2 separate regions of the Lactuca sativa genome follow, and region 1 is linked to region 2. Evidence: chromatin contacts called from public Hi-C data. All regions are on one chromosome and are shown on one strand. Each heading gives the region's core, a stretch centred on a gene start, on an enhancer-like site or on the middle of the called end of the contact. The rest is flanking DNA. Distances are from core to core; before and after follow the strand shown. Region 1 holds the start of LOC111881660 (NADP-dependent glyceraldehyde-3-phosphate dehydrogenase). Region 2 holds the start of LOC111881674 (protein MOR1).

Evidence for each region. A called contact is a pair of places that touch in the nucleus more often than the background predicts.
Region 1: a contact with region 2 is called in a Hi-C map of seed, with 4 times the contacts expected there. The contact joins the promoter of LOC111881660 here to the promoter of LOC111881674 in region 2. A contact is called at or near these places in 2 of 4 Hi-C or Micro-C datasets (leaf and seed).

Annotation. Positions count from the first base shown.
Region 1 is chr7:71,291,149-71,295,700 of Lsat_Salinas_v11, reverse strand. It overlaps LOC111881660 (NADP-dependent glyceraldehyde-3-phosphate dehydrogenase), which reads right to left and starts at 2,540. Exons shown (of 9, transcript XM_023878058.3): 1 at 2,275-2,540; 2 at 702-895; 3 at 1-7. The coding sequence starts at 2,419.
Region 2 is chr7:71,050,319-71,054,971 of Lsat_Salinas_v11, reverse strand. It overlaps LOC111881674 (protein MOR1), which reads left to right and starts at 1,544. Exons shown (of 45, transcript XM_042896751.2): 1 at 1,544-2,047; 2 at 2,185-2,290; 3 at 2,494-2,617; 4 at 2,827-2,906; 5 at 2,989-3,166; 6 at 3,241-3,305; 7 at 3,421-3,494; 8 at 3,596-3,681; 9 at 3,779-3,892. The coding sequence starts at 1,888.

The DNA.
Region 1 (4,552 bases), core at 1,291-3,790, 240 kb before region 2:
GAACGACCTTTATAAAAAAGTACAAGTTTTAATGCATAGTATAATTAAAACTCATTATATAAGCTCTTGAAATAAATACATCTTTTGGAAATTAAAGAGTTTTAAGGTGCTCAATTAATTGGTTTCTTTATCCATTTATGTTTCTTGGAAGCTAGGAAAAAAAACTGCATCTTGTAACTACAATAATACAAAATAGCATTTTGTTGTTTCGTGATATCCATTGTTAAGTTGTCATGATACAAATTAACACTATTTGTATACGATCAATATTCAATGTGATTTTTGGATCTAATGTCTTTTTATTACCATTAAATGATGTGTAAATGAAATGACAAAATAGCATTTTGGATGTTACGTGATATGCATTGTTAAGTTGTATGTCATAAATACAACTAAACAATTAATGCATGGCATAAGATCTTTTTATTATTAATAATGTATAGATGAAATGTTGTATGAAATACCGATTTTGTAATAAATCTTTAGTAAATACAACGGCACAATTAATTAGGAAAAACAAAGAAAGAATAAATGATGGTAGATTTTACTCGTTATTTTTGGGTTAATTGAATTACATGCGAAACACGCATATATAGATTTTAAAATGAATTTTTTGTCCCCTTTTAAGTATGTAAAGTCAAAAAAGACAACACCCAATATTTTTAATGTAAAGTTAAGATTTACGCATAAATGAGTTGCACCTCAGTGACTGAATCCTTGGCTGGTTTTGCAATCTCCTTAACTAAACACTCGGCGATGGGAGCTTTGTGCTCTTTGAGAATGGCAGCTGCCTTGTGAAGAAGCTCGGCTCGTTTCCATAGTGGTGTTTTCGCCCATTGCTTTTGAGCAATTTTAGCTGATTCCATTACTTTATTCACCTCTTCTTGTGTACATGCTGATAATAAAACTCATTCATAAGTTTAACTTGAAAATAAAAATGATATTCATGCTTTTGTTTAGGTTGCTACCTTAGAGTAGTTAATACGAGATATCTTGAATTGAAATGTTAATGTCCTCTTATGTAACATAAATCAAAGAGTAAATTACAAATTTGGTACTTAAGTTTGTTATTTGTTGTAGATTTGGTCTTTATATTTTACTTAATATCACAAGTTTGGTTCAATTTAAGACTTGCATCCTAATTGTTCAGGAAGATTAAATATGTGTTTCGAAAAACTAGTTGTTAGTTGAAAACTGAATTCTTGTATTTGATAGTTTGAATGTAGTAGCTGATAGTTGTAGCTTTTTTTTCATGTAGAAATACTTGACCCATATAGGCTTTAACTTTCAAAGGTGTAAAATTAGATAAAAATTAAAAAATTAAAAGCTCTCAAAATCTATTTGAAATAACTTTGGAATGTGAGTTTTTTTTTTTTTTTTTTTAAAACAAAATTTTAAAACTACCACTATTGAATATAACATTTTTTCCGGGTTATTTCTAAAAAATAAAAAACTTTCAGAAGCTTCATGCTTAACACATCCTAAATCCTCGAAATGCAAAGTTAAAGACATCTTTGGAAAGAATTCATAGAATTGGACCAAACTTGTGATTTAAGATTTAACATAGGGACCAAATTTACAATTTACTCTAAATCAAAGGTGTAATTATGATGGTAAACTTTATAAGCCTGGGGGTGCTTTCGAAAATATTTAAAATGTACCATACGATGGGCCCCATAGTGTATCAAAGATACTATGGTACAATCTCAAATGCACAAAGTACAAATAGAATAAAATTGTTAGATCAGAGAATCAAGATATCCCCGTTGCTCTCAGCCAACCAATTGCTTTGAATTCATAAAAAATTATCTTCTTACTTTTAATCATTTAAATTGTATTTTAATACATGTATATTAAGTCACATATATATATATATATATATATATATATATATATATATATATATATATATATATATATATATATATATATATGAAGTTATGAACGATTACTGTTATATTAGTACTTCTGATTTAGTGACGGAGTTTGCGAGGACTTCACATGTACAGTTTTCACTTTTCAGTTTGTATTTACAGTAAAACTAACAGTAAAATATTTCAATGTAAGATCACAAATTAAATAAGTTTTTTTTCGTAATCTTATAATCAATCTATGCAAATTTTCATAAGCAAGCTCGATTTCCTTGTATTTTTTGTCTGTTTATTTCCTTAACAAAACAATTTATTTGTCATATACTAAATTATTAAACAAAAAATATACTATGCAATAAAAAAAGAGAGAGAGAATATAAGAATATTACTGATGTCTTTTTACCTTGAACCTTGTACTGAGTGGTTCTGGTAGTCGGGTTAATAATAGCAACAGATTTACCAGAAGCAGATTTCTTCCATTCTCCATCAGTGTAATATTTGAACACATCGCCTTCTATTATCTCTTCAAAAACACCAGTTCCTGCCATTGATATGCTTAAAAGCTTTCTCTTTCTACCCTTATCGCCTTTACCCGGTGTTTATGTATGAGAGAGAGAGATAGAGTGTGTGTGTGTGTGTGAGAGGATGAATGAATGGTGGATGGTTTTCTTGAGGTGTTGATGTGTATAAATATTGGAGGAAGGTGAGCCACACTTGGTAGCAAGTGTACCAAAACAAATGAGTCAAAAAAATAAAGGAGTGAAAAACAAAAAACGATTTCAATAAAATAAAAATAAAAAAGTTAACATCGTGTTATTTAAGTTTGTGAGATGGGCTTTATGCTTTTATGTTAACATTTTGTTTGGCGTCAATAATTTTTTATTTTTATGAGTATTTACTATTTGTTAAGATTACAAAAGTAGCTTGTTGTAAATTATAAGTTAGTATAAATTTTAAGATCATTATTGATAGTTTTCAGCTAACATGTCAAAAACATTCTAAACTTATCATTTATGATAGTAAAATAGCTACTTAACTGATAATGAATACATTAACTAACAAGTTTTACCTTGTCTAATTTGTAGGTTTTACTTAGCAAAAACTTCAATCAATTTGTTACAACTAATTATCTAAGTGTTATATTTGTTCAACGCTATAAAGCTTACTTTAATACATCCGAATTCCTTTCACTGTACCTCCAATGTATTACATCATTTTGGTGTAGAATGTTCAATATAAAAAGCAATTCATCTAATATATTAAATTTGTAACTAAATCAAAACAGAATATTCTTAGCATATTTTTTTTTATCATACATTGTATGTTTCTAACAATATCCTTAATCTATTACAATTACAGTTTATACCCTCATATTTTTTATATCTTTATACTACAAGAATAACCGGCAATAGCACCGACGCTTTTAGCGGCGACGCGGACTTTTAGCGGCGACAAAAACAAACGTGTTTTTGCCGCCGCTAAAAGTCCCGGTCACCGCTAACGGCTTATTTTGATGATCCACGTCACTTCAATCTCATCCGTCGATTTAAGAGATGATCCTACGATTAGAATGACATAAGAAATCCTGCGTTGTTTACCCTCCGGTGTGTCGCCGTAAAGGCTTATTTTGGCGATCCGCGTCATTTCAATTTCATCCGTCGATTTAAGAGATGATCCAACGACTAGAAAACTCCGCGTTGTTTTCCCTCTCATGTGTCGCCGCCAATGAGTACGCGTCGCCGCTAAAGCCCGTCGGCAATAAAACCCTATCTGCTCCATTTTTCTATGTTCTCCATTCTTGTTCACCATTGTCGTCGACCTCATCGGAATTTCACAAAGAACTTCGCAACTTCACCCATCTTTACTCCATTTTTCTCATTTTCCTTTTCTTTTTCACTTCTCCTTACTAAATTTCAAGCATTAATGTGTATTTTATGTTTGTAGATATGGATGTGTATTTGTATGTATATATGTATTTTGAATGTATTTTATGTATGTATATGTGTTTTTGTATGTACAATCCTATGTATATATGTATTTTTATGTATATGTATTTTTGTGTGTGTGTATATATATATATATGTGTGTGTGTGTGTGTATGTATTTTCGTATGTATATGTGAATTTTGTATGTGTATTATGTATGTATATGTGTATTTGTATGAATAGAAATGCATATTAATACCAACGACGTCTTTAGTAGCGACGGAGAGCATTAGCGGTGATGCAACTTTAGCGGCGACGAATGGAATATTCAGCGGCGACCAATGGAGCATTAGCGACGAGCCAACAACGACGACCCTTTAGCGGTGACATGTCGCAGCTAATACCTTTAGCGGCGACGCCTGTCGCCGGTAATACTCTTATTTCTTGTAGTGTTTATACAATGTAATATTATATATACCATTTCGTAAAAATTAAATTAAATAGAATAATAGTGATACTAAATATGAAAAAAGAATGAGACAATGACAAATAGACTTATGTTCCAAATAATTCAAGTAAAACAAATTTGTCCTAATTTATAATGTTTTGTTTTTTATGATGATACAACAACGAGAAACAATTCTTTGAGATCGTCGAATGCAACAAGTTGCGTATTTACTATGCTTAAAGCTTTAGTTTTTGTAGTAGTAGTATGGTGAAGAAGCAAAAGAAACATATATGTTTGTTTCGGTTTGT
Region 2 (4,653 bases), core at 295-2,794:
AGTATTGCAAGTAAAGGATGTTGAAATTTTATTTCTTAATAGTTCTTTTGAAAAATTGCATTTGCAGGTGTAAGAATAAAAGGACTACCTATATAAGTATGAAGTTTAGCTTCTTCAAGAAGTTGGGACTTGGCTTTAATATGCTTACTGAAGAATAAGACACAAAGCTAGTAAAATACAGTGTCAAGTTAGAACTTATGAGAATGTAAAATGTTGTGTGTATTATCTTCATGTATTCACTATAAATATAAAGGGTTCAATCCTTAGTGGCACCCTCATATTCAAATATTTTGAATGAATATTATACTAATTTTAAATTTAATTGTCACGACATTTCATTTATTCATCAGTTTGTTGTTGTTGTTATGTTTTGTTTTTAAGTTAATCAAGATTACACTTAAATGGGGGAAGTTTGTTGGTGATTTGTATTACCAATATGTATTTAAGTGTAATGGATTAATATGTTGACCAAATATTATCTTGATAAACGTTAAGCAAATAAGGGTGTTGTAGTGTGCACACTTGTTTGAGTTTATTTAGGGGCGAAGCCCCTAAATAAACGGGGGACTGTGGGGCAGTGCCCCTAGAAGTGGGGTCCAAGGGGCAAAGACCCTCGCTAGGGTTGACTTTGTTGTAGACCCTTAAAAATGCATAAGAAATCCGGATTCTAGAAAATTGACCCGATTTCGTCTTTGTTCCAGACCCTTATTGAAAACCCGATTTTGTGATAGTTTTATGATTGTTGAAAACTGTCTTGTCACAATTTTCAAACATAAAACTTTTTAGTGACAATTCTCAAACAAAGATATACATGACACAAGTTCTTTTGAGAACCAAAAAATTTGTGCGAACTTGACAACTATTAATCCACACATCATTTTTCAAAATCAAAACCACAGATATTAACGAAATGCAACATCTAAGCCATATCTAGGCTAAAAAAAAAAGATTTGATGATTTTTTTTGGCTGCAGATTCTTTTTTTTACTGCAGATTCATATATATGCATGCATGCATATTTATTAATCAACAGTCAATATGACTGCATATACATATAAGATGCATACATGACTATATATATATATATATATATATATATATATATATATATATATATATATATATATATATATATATATATATATATCATCAGCAGAGTCATATTGACTACATATGCATAATTATCCGTAGTTATATGATTGTGGACATGTAGTTTTCAGCTACGAATTTGGAGTTCGCAAGTTTTTATTTTTTGGTGCAGACGAAATTGATAACCTCTCATTCTCTGTTCTTAAATCTCATAGTCTTATCCGATTTATGATTCAGAAGTACCACCAAATACTTCAATCTAAAAGTGTTTTACACAATTATCAAAATTTCAAGTGCTATTATACCCTAAATTTCTAACAATGCCAATACTCACCCCCAAAGTCAATGAAACTATATTTGTTTGAACTTGGGTAGGTAGAATACACCATGCCATTTTACTTGAGTTTTCCAATTATAAGGTTTGTAACTTTGTATCCGATCCTAATTCAGTTATATCGAACATTCCCAAGCCAAATGCGTATAAATCCGATCTGCATTTTTGTAAAACTGGTTTTGCCACTTTGGGTTTAAATCCGGATCGTAGGGTTATGTGTACCTCTAACGGTCTTACGTCACCCGACGCACACCAATTCGTAAAACTCAAAGTTCATCCCTTTCCCGACATTCCCCCCCAAATCTCCATGTTTCTTCGTTTTCAAATCGGGGGAGAAAGACAAGGACAAAAACGTTATTGTTCTTCTTCCCACACACTACAATTTACAGACTTCCATTTGATCGTCTTTTGTATATAGATACACGCATTTGTATACATATTTATACGTATATATAATTTGTTACAATGTCGGAAGAGGAGAAGTTGCTGAAAGATGCCAAGAAATTGCCATGGGAGGCTCGATTGTTACACAAGAACTGGAAGGTGCGTAACGATGCCAACATTGACCTTGCCGCCCTCTGCGACTCTATCACTGATCCTAAAGATAATCGCATCCGTGAATTGGGTTAGTCAGTTTCGCTTCTCATTATGTTTTTTTTCCCTTGATCATCGTAGATCCAAAGTTCGCTCTTTTTTAACCTCGATCATGTAATGCATATCAAATATTGCCTTTTTTGTTGATTCTTTATGGGGTTTGATCAGGACGTTACTTTAAGAAAACCATTGCTGATTCGAATGCTCCTGTACAAGATAAGGCGCTTGATGCCCTAATTGCTTACTTAAAAGCCGCGGATGCTGATGCTGGAAGGTTTAACCCATTTTGTTTCCTCTTTGATTTTGATAAGTTGTATTACCTACGTTAACAACACTCCATGCACGAGAAGCTGGATGTTTCTATACGACCAGTCTTCTGAAGTGTAAAATTTTCATAAATGTTTTTAAGATTTCATTCAATATGTTTAACTTCTTCCATTTCAAAGACACAAGAGTAGTTATAATTTGGTTTTGTAGGTATGCCAAGGAAGTTTGTGATGCAATTGCGGCAAAATGTCTTACTGGGAGGCCAAAAACAGTGGAGAAGGCACAAATGGTGTTTATGCTTTGGGTGGAATTGGAGGCTGTGGATGCATTCCTTGTAAGTTTGATGACAAATAGTTATTTTGAATTTGATGTTTATCTTATGAGGTAGGAATGTGGAATCTTGTTTTTTTCGGTTTATATGAGTTTGGCCCCTCTATTAAATCATCTCCAACACATAACACCATTTTTTGCACCAAAATTGACAAAAATAGTGTAATCTTAGGTAAATGTTGCTATTTTTGTTATTGGAATGTTTGTTGATAGGATGTTATGGAGAAAGCGATAAAAAACAAAGTTGCTAAAGCTGTTGTTCCTGCCATAGATGTGATGTTTCAAGCTTTAAGGTTTGCAACTGAGTTACGTTGTTAGTTTCTATTTGTTTATCAATTACAAAATTAAAATCTTGCTTGCCATTCCAAATGCAAGTGAATTTGGTTCAAAAGTTGTGCCACCAAAGAGAATATTGAAGATGCTTCCGGAACTCTTTGATCATCAAGATCAAAATGTCCGTGCTTCATCTAAAGGGTTAACACTTGAGCTTTGTCGTTGGATTGGTAGAGACAATGTTAAATCCATACTGTTTGAGAAAATGCGGGATACAATGGTATGTTGATGAATGATTTACACATGTTTAATTCGTTTAAAAAACTCATATTTGTTTTTTCAAACTTTTTAAAGAAAAAAGAGTTGGAGGCTGAGCTTGTTAATGCTACGGGGGCTGCAAAGCCTACACGGAAAATAAGGTTTGTGACTCGTTTCTTAAGTTGCCTACACAAATTTATTGTGTTATTTAGTAATTAATATATTTTTTTTATATTGACAATAATAACTATGAATATATTCTCTACTTGTTGCCAGATCTGAGCAAGACAAGGAATTAGAACAGGAAGTTGTAGGCTCTGGCCCAGCTGGTGAAGAATCTGCTGCCGAGAGTATGTGATGAATCTAATGAAACAAACAGCTATATTTATTGAATTGTTGGTTTGTTTTTAAAAAAATTATTTCTTTTTAACGAGTTGAAATTGTGTACCAGTTCCTGAGGAAATTGATGAGTATGAACTTGTTGACCCTGTTGATATCTTAACACCATTGGAGAAGTCAAAGTTTTGGAAAGATGTGGTAAGTGCTCCTTCTCCCTGCTTTATAAGAATTAGCATCCATGTCCATATTTTATTATTATTTTTAGATTAATTCTTTATTACTTTCTCTTTTCCAGAAATCTAGCAAATGGTTGGAGCGGAAAAATGCTGTTGAGGGATTGAATAAGCTTGCGTCGGCAAAGAGGATTGCTCCTGGAGATTTTATAGAAGTATGCCGTGCACTTAAGAAGGTATTATGAACAACAATCTTTTGATCCAATTGAATAAATTATTTAGGCTGCTTAATTTGTGAATCTTTATTACCAAGGACAAATCATTACAACCTGATATTTTAAGATTGGAGTTCTACAATGACTATTCCTTTCATATTGGAACAAAGAACCATCAATCCACTAAAATTAACACAAGAGAATGCCCTCTTTCTAGCTTCAAGTGCCATGCACCTCACGTACTCATTTTGAGTTTAGTTTGACATAACCGAAAGAGCTCCTGCCAGAAGTTGCTTAAAAAAATAACATCAATGGAGCGGGGAAAACCATGCAGACGGACTAATTCTTTGCAGAAAAGGGTAGCAACACTTTTGGCTGTAAAAGGATGAGATAAAGGAAGGAAGTGTGCATACTTGCTCAGCCAATCAATTACTACTAAAATTGTGTCAAACTTGTGCGAAGGAGGCAGTCCCACCATGAAATCAAATGAGATATCCTCCCATATACGCTCAGCAGCCCTGCTGGGGATAAGGTTTCGTATTTGTTTTGTTGGCAATAAGACATCGCTGAACAAAAGTTCGAACATCTTTACTTAATTGAGGCCTATATATAGTATTGAGAAGAAACCCGTTTTAGTGTTTTTAGAAACCCACCATGACCTCCTGTAGGTGTTGCATGGCAAAAGTGTACTTCGCGGTCTCCCATAATCAGGTATATATGACCAAACGCCCTTTATATAGGAGTTGTTGACCCGCGAGTGAATAACCAGGAACTGAAGAGGA